3 separate regions of the Zea mays genome follow, and regions 1 and 3 are each linked to region 2. A link is a contact called in public Hi-C and HiChIP or PLAC-seq data. All regions are on one chromosome and are shown on one strand. The core of a region is the stretch at or near the end of the contact, and the rest is flanking DNA. Distances in the headings are between cores, read along the strand shown.

The links. Hi-C and Micro-C count contacts between places; a contact is called where the count stands out from the background. HiChIP or PLAC-seq counts read pairs in DNA pulled down with a chosen protein or histone mark.
Region 1: an H3K4me3 HiChIP or PLAC-seq map of leaf shows a contact between it and region 2, with 2.6 times the contacts expected there. The contact joins the promoter of LOC100283328 here to the promoter of LOC541901 in region 2.
Region 3: a Hi-C map of tassel shows a contact between it and region 2, with 1.8 times the contacts expected there. The contact joins the promoter of LOC103634327 here to the promoter of LOC541901 in region 2. A contact is called at or near these places in 3 of 25 Hi-C or Micro-C datasets (ear, endosperm and tassel).

The regions. Positions count from the first base shown.
Region 1 is chr7:164,385,473-164,389,845 of Zm-B73-REFERENCE-NAM-5.0, reverse strand. LOC100283328 (60S ribosomal protein L24) reads left to right here and starts at 2,870. Exons shown (of 2, transcript NM_001156229.2): 1 at 2,870-3,196. The coding sequence starts at 2,997.
Region 2 is chr7:164,525,751-164,529,979 of Zm-B73-REFERENCE-NAM-5.0, reverse strand. LOC541901 reads right to left here and starts at 1,927. Exons shown (of 6, transcript NM_001111567.1): 1 at 1,767-1,927; 2 at 857-912; 3 at 660-751. The coding sequence starts at 1,834. It overlaps LOC109940769 (a long non-coding RNA gene), which reads right to left and starts at 1,744. Exons shown (of 2, transcript XR_002263439.2): 1 at 1,540-1,744; 2 at 1,139-1,436.
Region 3 is chr7:164,721,862-164,726,427 of Zm-B73-REFERENCE-NAM-5.0, reverse strand. LOC103634327 reads left to right here and starts at 2,748. Exons shown (of 9, transcript XM_020541732.2): 1 at 2,748-2,762; 2 at 3,911-4,138. The coding sequence starts at 2,748. It overlaps LOC103633275 (BTB/POZ domain-containing protein At3g22104), which reads right to left and starts at 1,277. Exons shown (of 3, transcript XM_008654972.4): 1 at 722-1,277. The coding sequence starts at 1,246.

The sequences.
Region 1 (4,373 bases), core at 1,621-4,120, 140 kb after region 2:
CTCCGGTATACCAAGATGGTTGCCTTCGTCGGGACCCCCTAGATCGACGTGGAAACATTCACGACTTGGGCCGCAGTCCTCGTCGCCGAGGCTGCGGCTACCGTCGGAACAGTCGGAAAGGCAGTAGTCGCATGCGGTCATGAAGCCCCGCATGACACTGGGGTTACCAAGTCCGGAGAAATCCCAACAGAAGTCGGGCTCGTCATCTTCCTCGGAACCCGAGGGCCCGTAGATCGAGACGGCCGTCAGCTGGTCCCAGGGTGACCGCATACGGTACCCCAGAGGGTTTGGACTCGCCTCTATGAGAGCGTCCACCAAAGCGAAGTCGCTTGGTGGGTCGAGGCTGAATCCAAAAGGCACGAGATGGGAATCGGTCGGTACCTCTTGGTCGACGGGCGGTGACGAAGTCACGTCAGGGGCAGACTGCACCGTCGTCTCAGGTACGAGGGTGACGCCCAGCAAGTCCTTTGCGAGCGTGCTGGTGTCGTCCATTTGCTTGGGGTTGGCGTGTTGCGGGGAGACGACGCTCGTCTTCGTCTCAGACGTGAGGTCGATGCCCGACGTGCCCCCCGTTGGGGCGCCGGCGCCGTCGACTCGCTCGACAACCGACGAGGTGCCGCCTCCTGCTTGGCCTTGGTTGCCCCGCCTCCTCCTCCGTCGGCGGGGGAGGGGACGGGACAAGCCCGAATGTTGTTCTTCCACCACGTGGGGAAGACATCGTCGATTCCGCCGCCGGTGGGCAGGTTGTCGGCCGCCATTGTCGCTGTCGCGCGGCGGGGGAAGGAGTATCATGTCGTAGCTGCCGTCGAGGGACATGAACTCGAGACTCCCGAAACGGAGCACCGTCCCGGGCTGGAAAGGTTGCTGGAGACTGCCCATCTGGAGCTTGACGGGAAGCTGTTCGTCAACACGCAGCAAGTCCCCTACCTGGCGTGCCAACTGTCGGCGTTTCGAACCCGGGGGGTCCCTGGACTGACGAGTAAATTGTCGCTGCATGCCCCAGCCCAGATGGGTCGACACGAGATGGAGCACGAAGGGGGGAAGAAGCCGGAGGGAGACATGCGTAAAAGGGGAAACCCGCGGCCTTCGTGTTTGTCCCGCGCCCAGGTCGGGTGCACTTGCAGTAGGGGGTTACAAGCGTCCACGCGGGAGGGAGCGAGCGGCTTACGCGAGCGCCGTCCCGTCCTTCCCCGCGCGGCCAACCTTCTGTATGAGGGCCCTGGACCTTCCTTTTATAGGCGTAAGGAGAGGATCCAGGTGTACAATGGGAGGTGTAGCAGTGTGCTAACGTGTCTAGCAGAGAGGAGCTAGTGCCCTAAGTACATGCCGTCGTGGCAGCCGGAGAGGTCTTGGCACCCGGTTCGTGTGGTGTCGTGGCCGTCGGAGGAGCGCTGGAGCCTGGCGGGAGGACAGCTGTCGGGGCTGTCGAGTCCTTGCTGACGTCTCCTTGCTTTCGTAAGGGGGCTGAGAGCCGCCGTCGTCATAGAGCATGTGGGCGCCATCATTACTTGTTTACCGGGACGAGCCAGATGGGACGCCGGTCTTGTTCCCCGTAGCCTGAGTTAGCTTGGGGTAGGGTAATGATGGCGCCTCCTGTGACGTGGTCGGTCCGAGCCCTGGGTTGGGCGAGGTGGAGGCTCCTCCGAGGTCGAGGTCGAGTCTGTCTTCCGAGGCTGAGGTCGAGTCCGAGCCCCTGGGTCGGGCGAGGCGGAGACCGTCGGCTGAGGCCAGGGCTGAGTCCGAGCCCTGGGGTCGGGCGATGCGGAGTTCGTCGTCTTCCGGGGCTGAGCCCGAGTCCGAGCCCTGGGGTCGGGCGAAGCGGAGCTCGTCGTCTTCCGGGGCTGAGCCCGAGTCCGAGCCCTGGGGTCGGGCGAAGCGGAGTTCGTCGTCTTCCGGGGCTGAGCCCGAGTCCGAGTCCTGGGGTCGGGCGAAGCAGAGTTCGTCGTCTTCCGGGGATGAGCCCGACTCCAAGCCCTGGGGTCGGGCGAAACGAAGTTTGTCGTCTTCCGGGGCTGAGCCCGAGTCCGAGCCCTGGGGTCGGGCGATGCGGAGTTTCCCATGGCGCCTGAGGCCGGACTTGACTGCTGTCAGCCTCGCTCTGTCGAGTGGCACAACAGTCGGAGCGACGCAGGCGGCGCTGTCCTCTTGTGAGGCCGGTTAGTGGAACAGCGAAGTGACTCCGGTCACTTCGGCTCTGTCGACCGAAGGGCGCGCGTCAGGATAAGGTGTCAGGCCACCTTTGCATTAAATGTTTGCGTTAAATGCTCTTGCGATACGGTTAGTCGGCGTGGCGACTTGGCCAAGGTTGCTTCTTGGCGAAGACTGGGCCTCGGGCGAGCCGAAGGTGCGTCCGTTGCTTGAGGGGGTCCTCGGGCGAGACGTGAATCCTCCGAGGTCGGCTGCCCTTGCCCGAGGCTGGGTTCGAGCGAGGCGAGATCGTGTCCCTTGAGTGGACCGAGCCTTGACTTAATTGTACCCATCAGGCCTTTGCAGCTTTGTGCTGATGGGGGTTACCAGCTGAGATTAGGAGTCTTGAGGGTACCCCTAATTATAGTCCCCGACAGCAGTCATAGAAATTAAAACGTATAGATTAATGAAACCAATAAACGTAAAGTGTAAGGAACAAATTTTAATGGTAACTATGCTAACAACTGCGTCATTTTTTTTAAAAAATTGGATGGCTCTATAAATAAGAAACATTCATATCTGATATATGCAAGCTAAAATTCAACATAAGCATAACCTAAAAATGTTGGGAGCAACAACATACATTAGGCCCATTAACTATTTTTCTTATACATGTGGCCCAGCCAACACTGATACAACGGCCCAAAGCCCAATATTGCAGCCCTAGCGCTAGCGGCCAGCTGAGTGGAAGCATCTCCGCCTCTCGTCCAGCGCCCTGCCGCCCTAGGCACCAAAACCTCGCAAGGCAACCGCCCGCCGGCGCCGCCGTCGTAGCAAGAGAGTCAGCTGAGGATCAGAGGAGGGGGAAGATGTCGTTCCGGGCGCGGGAGATGTACAAGAAGGTGGTGCGGCGCGTGGGCGGCGAGGGGAAGCTGCCGGCGGAGCTTATGAAGTCGGTGAAGGACATGCTTCCCGACAGCAACGTCATCATGGGGCGGGCCAAGCGCGGCATCTTCGCTGGGCGACACATCCGGTTCGGGAACAAGGTCTCCGAGGACGGCGGCAACAAGTGAGGCATCTATCCTCTTCACCTCCGTAATTTTCCCCTTTGTCCTGATCCATGCGAGGCGACGTTGTCTGGAGAAATTAAGATGCACATTTTCCGAAACGAGGATTTAGACTTTGTGAATCGTGTTTAGAGTTAGCGGGTTGGGTGTTGAAGATTCCGGTTCTAGTCTTGTTCGGGAAACTTAGGATGCATCGACCTGGATGCGAGGCTGGAGCAAATAACCGAAAGAATTGGTCCTTGAAGAAAAATGCAACAAATTTCATAGAACTAGAGATTAGAGAGGGAATGTGCATGATCAAGGGTGACCACTATCTGGGAGAGCAGGGATGCATTGTCCGGTTTCCCCCCTCCCATCAGGTCTACCATTTTTGGAAATTATACTTGTCTGGCCAAACCAGTTTCCTTAGGGGCTGTTTGGATCCCATAGCTAAAACAAAATTGACTAAAGTTTAGGGGGTGTTTGGTTTCTAGGGACTAATTTTTAGTCCCTCCATTTTATTTTATTTTAGTCCCTAAATTGCCAAATATGTGTATTTGTCAATTTAGGGACTAAAATGAAATAAAATGGAGGGACTAATGGCCCGTTTGGTTACTTTAGTCCAGAGACTAAAGTTTAGTTAGGAGACTAAAATTTAGTCCCTACCCTGTTTAGTTATAGAGACTAAACTATTCAAAACACATTAAAAAAATCATAAAAGGACTAAAATACTCCTTATTCTCCTACTATTAGTGCAACTGAAATAAAGGAGGGACAATTTATATGGTTTAGTCCTTTTTAGTCATCCCTTGAGGGACTAGAGACTAAAAATTTTTAGTCCCACCGTTTGATAATTTAGGGACTAAATGAGACTAAAATGGAGGGACTAATCTTTAGTCTCTCAAACCAAACGGGGACTAAAAATTAGTCCCTAGAAACCAAACACCTCCACTTAGGAGCTAAAGATCCAAACATGAAGAGCTAAAAGTGACTACATGACTAAAATGGTAGTCACTTTTAGCTCTTCCTGTTTAGATATTTAACTCCTAAGTAACTAAACTTTAGTCACTTTTGGTTTAGCTCGTGGGATCCAAACAATGCATTATTACCCCGATGTAAGAATTGATAGTGCTTCAAACACTTTTGGGAACATTTGTCATTGATAGTTTGAATAACATATTCTTGATGATTGGAATGTCC
Region 2 (4,229 bases), core at 678-3,177:
GCAGAAGTTGAGTGGCACGTATACAATTAATCCAAAGTTTAAGAGCCAGGTATTTTACTGTAGCTTCTCGATATTTTTGGTCCCTGAGACTAAGTTGACTTATGGAATATGTACTCCCAGCAATACTGGGAGCCATAACATATAGTGCAACTTCAAAGCTAACAGTCATATATACTGCCAAAGAAACATCTACAAAAAAAAATTGAATGAAAGTGGCAGGAGCACTGCCTATCAATTAAGGAGGAAGTACATAAAAAGAAGACGGGTCACCAAAGGCCGGCCCACAAAAGAGGGGGGGAGGGGGGGGGGGGTCACACATACAAATTGCTCCCGCCGGAGCACCCCAACACAACCCAAGAATTAAAGAGAGAGAATTTGCCCTTTTGAAACCAGTTTTCAAAGCATCATGCTAGGCAATGGTAGTTCATATATGGAGATTCAGTGAGCCTTGTAATAGCTAGAGACCTGGTACCTTGTAATAGCTAGAGATCTGCTATTACAAGGTACTAGGTAATTTGGGACTTTATGGCTCATGACTTTAATCTCAAACATAAGGGGAAAAACAATCACCGGAAATTTAAAACCTTTGCCTGGTATGCAATAAAATAGACAAAAAAAACATCATAGAAATGCAGAGTACAAGAAATAAAAAAACAAACCTGAAGTAGCAGCTCATATTTTGAGTTGAAAAGGAACACACTGAATGCCCTATGTAGCAGATTCTCAGAATCAATCTTTTCCATCAAATGGCCTAACATGACAAATAACAAATCAAGTACTGTTCCACAAACCAGTTCAAACAACATTAATAGGGTGCAGAAATTAAGTAGATAAGCAGAGCAGAATAGAATCTTACAGTTGTACTTTGACTCATGGCCAACAACATTGTCCTGCTCGTCCACCAAAATGCATCTGTGGGAAAAAAAATCAAGCAAGCATTGTCAAGAAGAATTGTCAGTGAATCACTTGAATATGGCGAAAAGATCATGTACTATATCATAAGAAAAACGTGAGGAACTGATCCACAAATTCTACAGGTTTCTCTTCGATCCAGGTTCACCCACATGGATCTCCACAATCCACTTAAAATTTTGTACTATAATAACTTCCTAAAAGAGCCACTTTGTAAGTATAGCAATGCCCTAACTTTGGAGAGTACTCACCGTCCAGGATTTACTGAACACTATTCACATCAACTATGCACTCCACAACTTAAATGATTCATAAAGAATTACTCATCTACCCGTCGTCAATTAAACAAAAAGGACATCCATAACCAGATCATTTAAAAAAAACTTACTGAACCTGAATTCCAGATGCAAAAACAAAAACAGTTCAGTTATAGTACCTACCTCCTTACATCGACCTACTGAGCCTAGTGCATACTGGGCAGGCACGGCATGCCCGGAATTTTGGCGCAGGACAGTCCTGTCCGGCTAACCCCACAGCACGAGTATAGGACGAAACAGCGCATCAAACAAGTGCGACGGTGAGACTAAAACGTGGTACAGTATATCACTGGCACAAAGTCAAACATACTGAACAGCCTCCGTGACCCAAACCGTGCCCGCGTTCCGATCGCGGCGAGATCCGGCGGAGCAGGCAGCTGTGCAACCGCGAACGAAAGCCCCGCCCCCAGGCGCCAGAAAAATCGAGCAAATATCGATGCGCGTAACCGGAACAGGTGGGGGACAAGCAGATCGTGGAGGAGGAGCGAAAATTAGCTGGAGGAAGGAGAAGGAGTCGGGGAAGGAAAGAGGGCTCACTCGTCTTCGAACATGAGGCGCTTCTGGACGGCGTCCATACCAGCGTCGTCGACCACTGCGGCAGCCATGCCGACCTCTCTCTCCAGGTCCTAGGGGTCGCGTCGGGCGGGCGGAGGAGCGGGACGCGACGGCGAAGGCGTTTGCGGCTGCCGGGGTGTGCGCGGAATGTGTGCAGGCGTGCGGAGGGGCCCGGGCGGATGAATAAATAGAAACAGGAAGGGATTGGCTGGCGGCTGGCGGCTGGCGGCTGGCGGACGGCGTGGCGGGGCCCCAAATGTCTGTGGGCCTGCCTGCGGGCGGAGATTCTCCGGTCCGCATCAGCCACCGGTTTTCTGAGACCATTTCCTTCCTCGTCCTCCCGCGGCCAAAACATGTGCCGGACTAAATTTGGATCCGGACACACAGTAGAACAGGAATTGCCAAATCATATTTGGTCCATCAAATATGAGTTTCTCTTTCACTTATTACCATATTCACTTCCCTTTTCGATTGACATGATGATTTCAGGAGAACAAGAACATCAAAACACTATAAAATCGATCTTAGGCTAAGGCTACAAATAGAGTGATGATATTAGAGGAGGGGATTGTGGACTACAACAATCAGAGGACGACCATTAGAAGGGTTAGGTGGAGTGGAGGGCGCTAGCTCTAGTGAGCTAGCGCGACGAGGGTGTACTATTGAACTATAGCACTGTTGGCGCGACGAAGAAGACGACGGGAGGAAGAAGAAATAAAGAGAGCGGTTGGATGAAATGTTGATATAGATCAACGACTCAAATTTAAGGGTTAGTCATTTTTAAAAATACGTTCGCTTTTAATTGTTACACGTAGTGTCGGTTCGGGAAGCGACAAAATTAGTCCCCTTCTCTGACATTACTTTTATGATAACTTTTCTTTTCCGTGTCTATCCATCATTGGTGGATAATTTTTAAGAACTTATATACATATGCTCTTTCTTCAAGAAAACTTCATCTAATACATCCTTCCTAGTAACATTTCATAGTTTATGGTAAAATACTCAAGTGTGATCATGGAAATGTTAGTCTATTTAAGCATTGCTTAATGCTATAGTGTTATACTATGGAAATCATGTATGTATATTTTGCACGGACCACTGAACTAAAAGTAACCAATTATTTACCATTTAATATCTAGGGAAACAGTGGAGGGCTATTTGGCATGGTTTTATTTTTTCTCCACCTCTTTGCTACAGTGTACGGAGGAGACAAAGCCAGTAAATTTAAAAAAATTGTGGTTTTACATGTTTCTAATTTATTTTGAGAGGGAGATAAAAAATAGCTCGAGTTTAGTACCAGTTTTGATGTGTCGGAACTTCACCAAACATGGTCTAAATACATATAGACCCTTGGCAATCTATAAATTAGGCAATTTTGATGTGAAGGTGAATATATTGTCTAAAGAGGGCAAGAAGTTAAACCACCACATCTTGTTTAGTGCTAGTTTTTTGACATCCAAATATCATGCTGAAGATGTTTATTCTCTACTTACCTAAAATATGACGAATTTTAGCTCGTCCTAATTCAAACTATTCTAGATTTGAATAACTTTATCGATAATCGTATTACTGATTACAATGTTTACAATCTGTAAGTATATATATGCCATTTTATAAGATATTTAAAAATACTTATTTATTGCCACATATTATTATTATTATTATTATTACTATTATTATTATTACTGATGATGTTGCTGCTGGAAAACTTAGTCAAACTGAGGTTAGTATCATTTGTAGCATAACTCAAACCTCGTTATATTTCAGGGTAGTCACCGTCGGAAAACCATGAGCTAGGTACACATGTATGAGAGTTGAATTAACATTGAGAAGAAAAATGAAATATTGTTTAGGGTTAGTTTGGGAACTCCATTTTCTCAGGGAAAATGAAGTAATTTTTTCGGAAAATAGAAATCTCTCGAAAAAATGGGATTACCAAACTGGCCCTCAGACTAGTAATAATTAGATTCTTAGTTAAATCTGGCCAACACTTATAAAGTCCGGTCAATGCTGCCAAGATTTTGCGAGCCAAACATTAGCAAATGTTGATTGCAATTAGTTTCGGAAATATTTGTTGCAATCTGTTCCAAAAAAGAGGTCGCGACGAAAATTACCACTCGTAGCAACGAGGATGTTTTTTTCCATGGCACATGATCCAGAGACCCATAGACTAGAGAGTGAGAGTGTTTCTGCAGTCTGCCTCACATGTTGGTTTGGTAGCTCAGAGTCTACCTACATAGACACATGTTAAAGATGTTTGTATGTCTCATATGGTGGATCTGATCACAGTCATACATTAAAACACACTAGTAAAGTACCTATACATTATTATGATTTTCATTTATGCTTATGTATAGATATAAAATATAAAGACATGTGTGTTATGTTGGATAGGTGAGTGTGAATATGAGTTTAGAGCCAACAATTATGGTTTTGAATCCATAT
Region 3 (4,566 bases), core at 1,499-3,998, 200 kb before region 2:
AATTGGGGAAGACGATGCCAAGGTAGGTGGTGCCAAAAAAAAAATTGGGGGCTATCTGGAGGTAACTACAAGAGGGAAGAATCGAAGCAGGTTCGATTCCAACAGGATATGGCAGGCTTCACTTCACTCGTCCACAAGGCCTAGACGTCCACAAGAAACAAGCGGCTAGACAGTACACAACAGTGAGTCCATCCAAAACAGAGCCGCTAGGCTGTGGACAGCAAGCTGCCAATCTGGGGAAAGAGTACAACAACAACAACAACAAAAAACATCGACACCATCGTCGTCGTCGTGGTGTATGGAGAGAAACATGAGCACCAGAGCAGAGCAAGAAGGGACCTAGACCTTGATGGCCTAGCCTAGCCTAATCCATGGCGGAGGAGCAAGCAAAGAACATGAACATGGGGCAGGAGAGAGAGAGCCGCAGGCCGCAGCGCAGCGCACCTTATCAACGAAGAAGAGCTCCTCGCCGTTCACATCCACCTCAAGGACGACACCGACACGGCTCATCTTTCCGGCGCAAGCGCAACTTAGACTCGTCGTTCCTTCCTCCCCTCCCGATCCCGCGAGCAATTTGAACTTTAAAGCAACATGGCGACGAAGCGAGGCAAAAAAAAAAAAAAAGGCTGCGGCGATGGGGATGGAAGCAGGGGGGGGGCGGCGGGATGCGGCACCCACGCAGAAAGCCCAAGCCGCCAAATGGCTAGACGCCCAAGCGCACCTGATGCTCTGAGCAGTCAATGGCTCGGCTCAGACGGCGACGGGCGGGGCCAAACGAAGTTGGTGGATCCTGAGCTGCTCCTGCTCGCGCCCTGACTGACACCCTCTGCCGTGCTGCGAGTACTGCGAGTGTGGAGCTTTGCAGGGAGGGGGGGAGCTTTGGGGAATATGTAAGGCTGGTTCCTGATTTTTCTCTGCCCTGCCCTTTGCACTCGCACGTATCATATACTGTAGCTGTAGTGTGTGCCTGGCCTGGCCACTCGGGTGCTATGCGGCTATGCCTGCCTGTGCTGCTGCGGGAGTCCTTTCCCTGCACCAAAGATATGGGCAACAAAAAGATGGTGGGAGAGAGAAGAATGGAGGTGGTTTTTGGATTTGTTACAGGAATACCCGATGGGTTTGGTGTTGATGAAGAAGACTGGATCCCTGAAAGAGATAGCACCAGCAGCAGCAGACAGGTATAGGCAGAAATGCGTTGTTTATGCGTCGACTGAGATTGCAAGCAAAGAGCATCTGAGTTGGTCATTTCCACGTGACATCGAGATTGTCTGATCCTCCCACACGAGATCATGTTCTTTACTACTTTCGCTTGGGTTGCTGGTTTAAGACGACAAGGATTTGAAAACCTGGCTCTGTTTGGATTCATAGTACCGTCAGAATGAATATTTATAGCATGTTTGTTTGGCTTTAATTCGTATCGATTTTTATTATTTTTACAGTGTTTTGGCTCTATATATTACAACTGCAATAGTCTAGATAATTGACCTTAATATTTGTAGACAGCAGAGACAAACCCTCCTTCAGCCTACGTAACAGGTTATTTGACTTAGTTACAGCCAAACAAACCTTATCTTTCTTCAAAACGAGAAAAAAATTCCTGGTTCAATATGCTACTACAAAACAGCGCATCGCAAGTGCGCCTGTCTCTTTTCCAACTTTCTGGAGGTAATAAGGACAAAACTCCAGATCATCTTCCAAAGATGCATGAGGCCGCATCCGCACCTACTACGTTGATTTATTTACCGTTACAACTAACAGCAAGTGTTCCAAGGTGCTTTAAAATGCACAAATGGGTCATGTACTAATGCAAACTAGAAAAAAAAACAAATACTACAGAAACTAAAAAAAAAGAGAACAAGTTGAAAGCTCGAGTAGTCATCCTTCGTGGGGATGTTTCCTAATGTTGACGGAAGGCGTTCCTTGTCAAAAAAAAATGCGCACAGACACGGCAGATATTTTTTTGCGGGCGTCAAATCACGCACAAGATATTATGAACTTATGAAACTGAAGAACATTACCCGTATTTATTGTTAAACAAGGAAGATTATCATGATCGATATGTAATCTCGACACGTGCTGTACAATATCCTGCGCGTTCGGATAGTGAGGACTGGGATCACCCGTAGTAATTGCCAATGACGCATTGTAATCTTACCTCGTATGTTACGTCATGAATAGAGATGGCAATGAGAAACTGATCCCTGATTCTTCGCTGGAAATTTCTCAATTAGATAATGGCGCGAGGATATAAATGGAGAAATTGTATTCTCGGATGGCTAAACGGGGACGGAGATGGCAGAACGTTCCCGATTTCTCCGCGACAGGGATCGATCGCTACGGAAATTCGTTTGCGTGCAGGCAGAGGTCGTTTCTCAGTTGCAGCGGCCCATATTTAAGAGTTGGCAGTGCTACTGGAGTGGTGTTCTGATGGATGTGTCATCTTTAGAGAATCGTGAGCAAATTTTTTAACCTGATTCGACTCGACACTGGAAGACTGCCGGATGAGGGGGGGCCCGGCCGGTGGCAGTAAACGCCCGGACAATTGGCTCACGTACATATTGTAGTGTAACATAAAACCGAGCATCGTGACGCTGGCATGTGCTACAATTACATAGTAGCGCTAGTGCTACAACTACACGGATAGTGCTATACGGTTACGGTCCTCGTGACCCAGCCGTTCCCACTGCGGTCCACGTGCCATTTGGCAGTGGCCGCTGTTGGTTATGGATTCGGTTGGCCGCCGCCCAATGGCTGCTGATCTGGTGCGTACACAAGCACGAGACGATGCCCTGCCGCCCGTTCCCACTGCGCTATGTTTGTGTTCCCATCCCCAATCCCACACAAACGGATAATAAAGGCGGGGCAACAGCGGGCCGTGCAGCGAGGGGAGTGGGGAGGGGGTCTCAGATTCGTGGGCTTGTCTTGTAGCGGAGTGAGGACAGGACCTCTCTCCCCTCGTGGGCCGCCGCTAAACATCTTCAGACATGCGGGGTAAACGGCATGACAGGAGGCAGTCGAACGGTTGACTTGCATAAACTGTAAATTAGCCCATACTACGTACTGACTGTAAAGCGTCAAGTGTTTACAGAGGGACAACTCTGACAGCCCTGATGTGCATGGGGTTCATTACATACATGTACTAGTATAAAGAAAAAAAGAAAAGTGCATGCATTGCATTGCATTGCATGGTCCATGGGCACTCGAGTGCCTTTTTAGGCCGCGGGGCTTTGTTTCTTCCTCGGCCTTTTTGGATGCTCTCCGAGAAGCTAAAACAAAGATTAAATAAAGGATGCTGAGCACAGTGTCCACTGTCCAGCGCAGTGCAGAGTGTCCCTCCCACCGTCGGCCGCGCCTCATCCGGCCCACACCACACGGGTGATCGATCTACCCACGCCGCTTACTTGCAAATGCTTCTCTCTCTCTCATGGCGTAGCATGGTGTTAAGTTCATCTTAAAACGCAGGGCACTAGTCCACGTCTGTTTGATTGTATCTAACCCAGTCTTATTCCTAACCCCCCCCCCCTACTATAGATGAGACGCGGAGTGGTGGCAAATTAAGGGCTCTTGTGCGTTTGAATGAAACCGAACGAACTGCTGGTGTTCTCTCTCTCTCTGTGTGTGTGTGCGTTCACCGGTGAATTGAATCAACAGGCGAGGAGTGGCAGCAGCGCACCGCAGCAGCCAGCAGGATGGAGAAGAATATGCTCGTCACCTAGTCCGTGACAAACAGACTCTGGCCTTTTCTCCTCCCAATCTCCTTTGTCTGCAAAGGCCACCACGAGGCGCAAACCATCATTCATGTTGAAAAGTGTAGAAAAGGGATAGCTGCTGCTGCTGCTGCGTGCTGGTCTCCACAAACACCTCTCTGTGGAGTGTGGACTGGACTGTGCTGTGCTGTGCATGCATGCAGGGAGGGAGGGACCAGGCAGCCAGGCTGCAGCGAGCGGTGGCAAACAACCAGCTGGTCAGGCCACGCTTGGTGCTGGTGGTGTGCTGCACCGCATGCCTAAACGAGGCGTTGGCCGTCGGTGTACGTACTCGGGGCCGGAAGCCGGAAACGAAGGAGATAGCAGCTCCAGCAGGCTCCTCCCTGTCTCTGATGCGTGCCGTGCGTTGCTCGCTCGGCGCCGCCCGTCCGGTACTACGGAGTATTAGCATTTAATTCCTCGTGGACGCCACATTCTCAACTGTCGCGCGGACTCCGACGCCGGACATGCGCTGCGCGGCCCTCAGTCAGAGTCATGGTCGGTCGCGCTGCCCCTGCCAGGTCCAGGTCCAGGCCCAGCGCATCGCCCATGGGAGTCCAATCGTCACGTGGCGTGCATCCGTGTGCGTACCAGACAGCGGGCCGGCGGGGGGAAGATGTGTGGTCCGACGTGGGCGCGCGCGCGCCAACGGAGTCCGGAGGGCGGCCGTGCCCGTACGTGCTCGCTCCATTTGCATCATGTTGCCATTCTGATACAGCTAATTGCCTTTACTCTGTCCGGAACACTGTACTGCCAAGCTAGCTAACATCACTATATTACCTTTAGTTAAAAGACGCTCCGGTTTCAGTCTCTCCCCGCG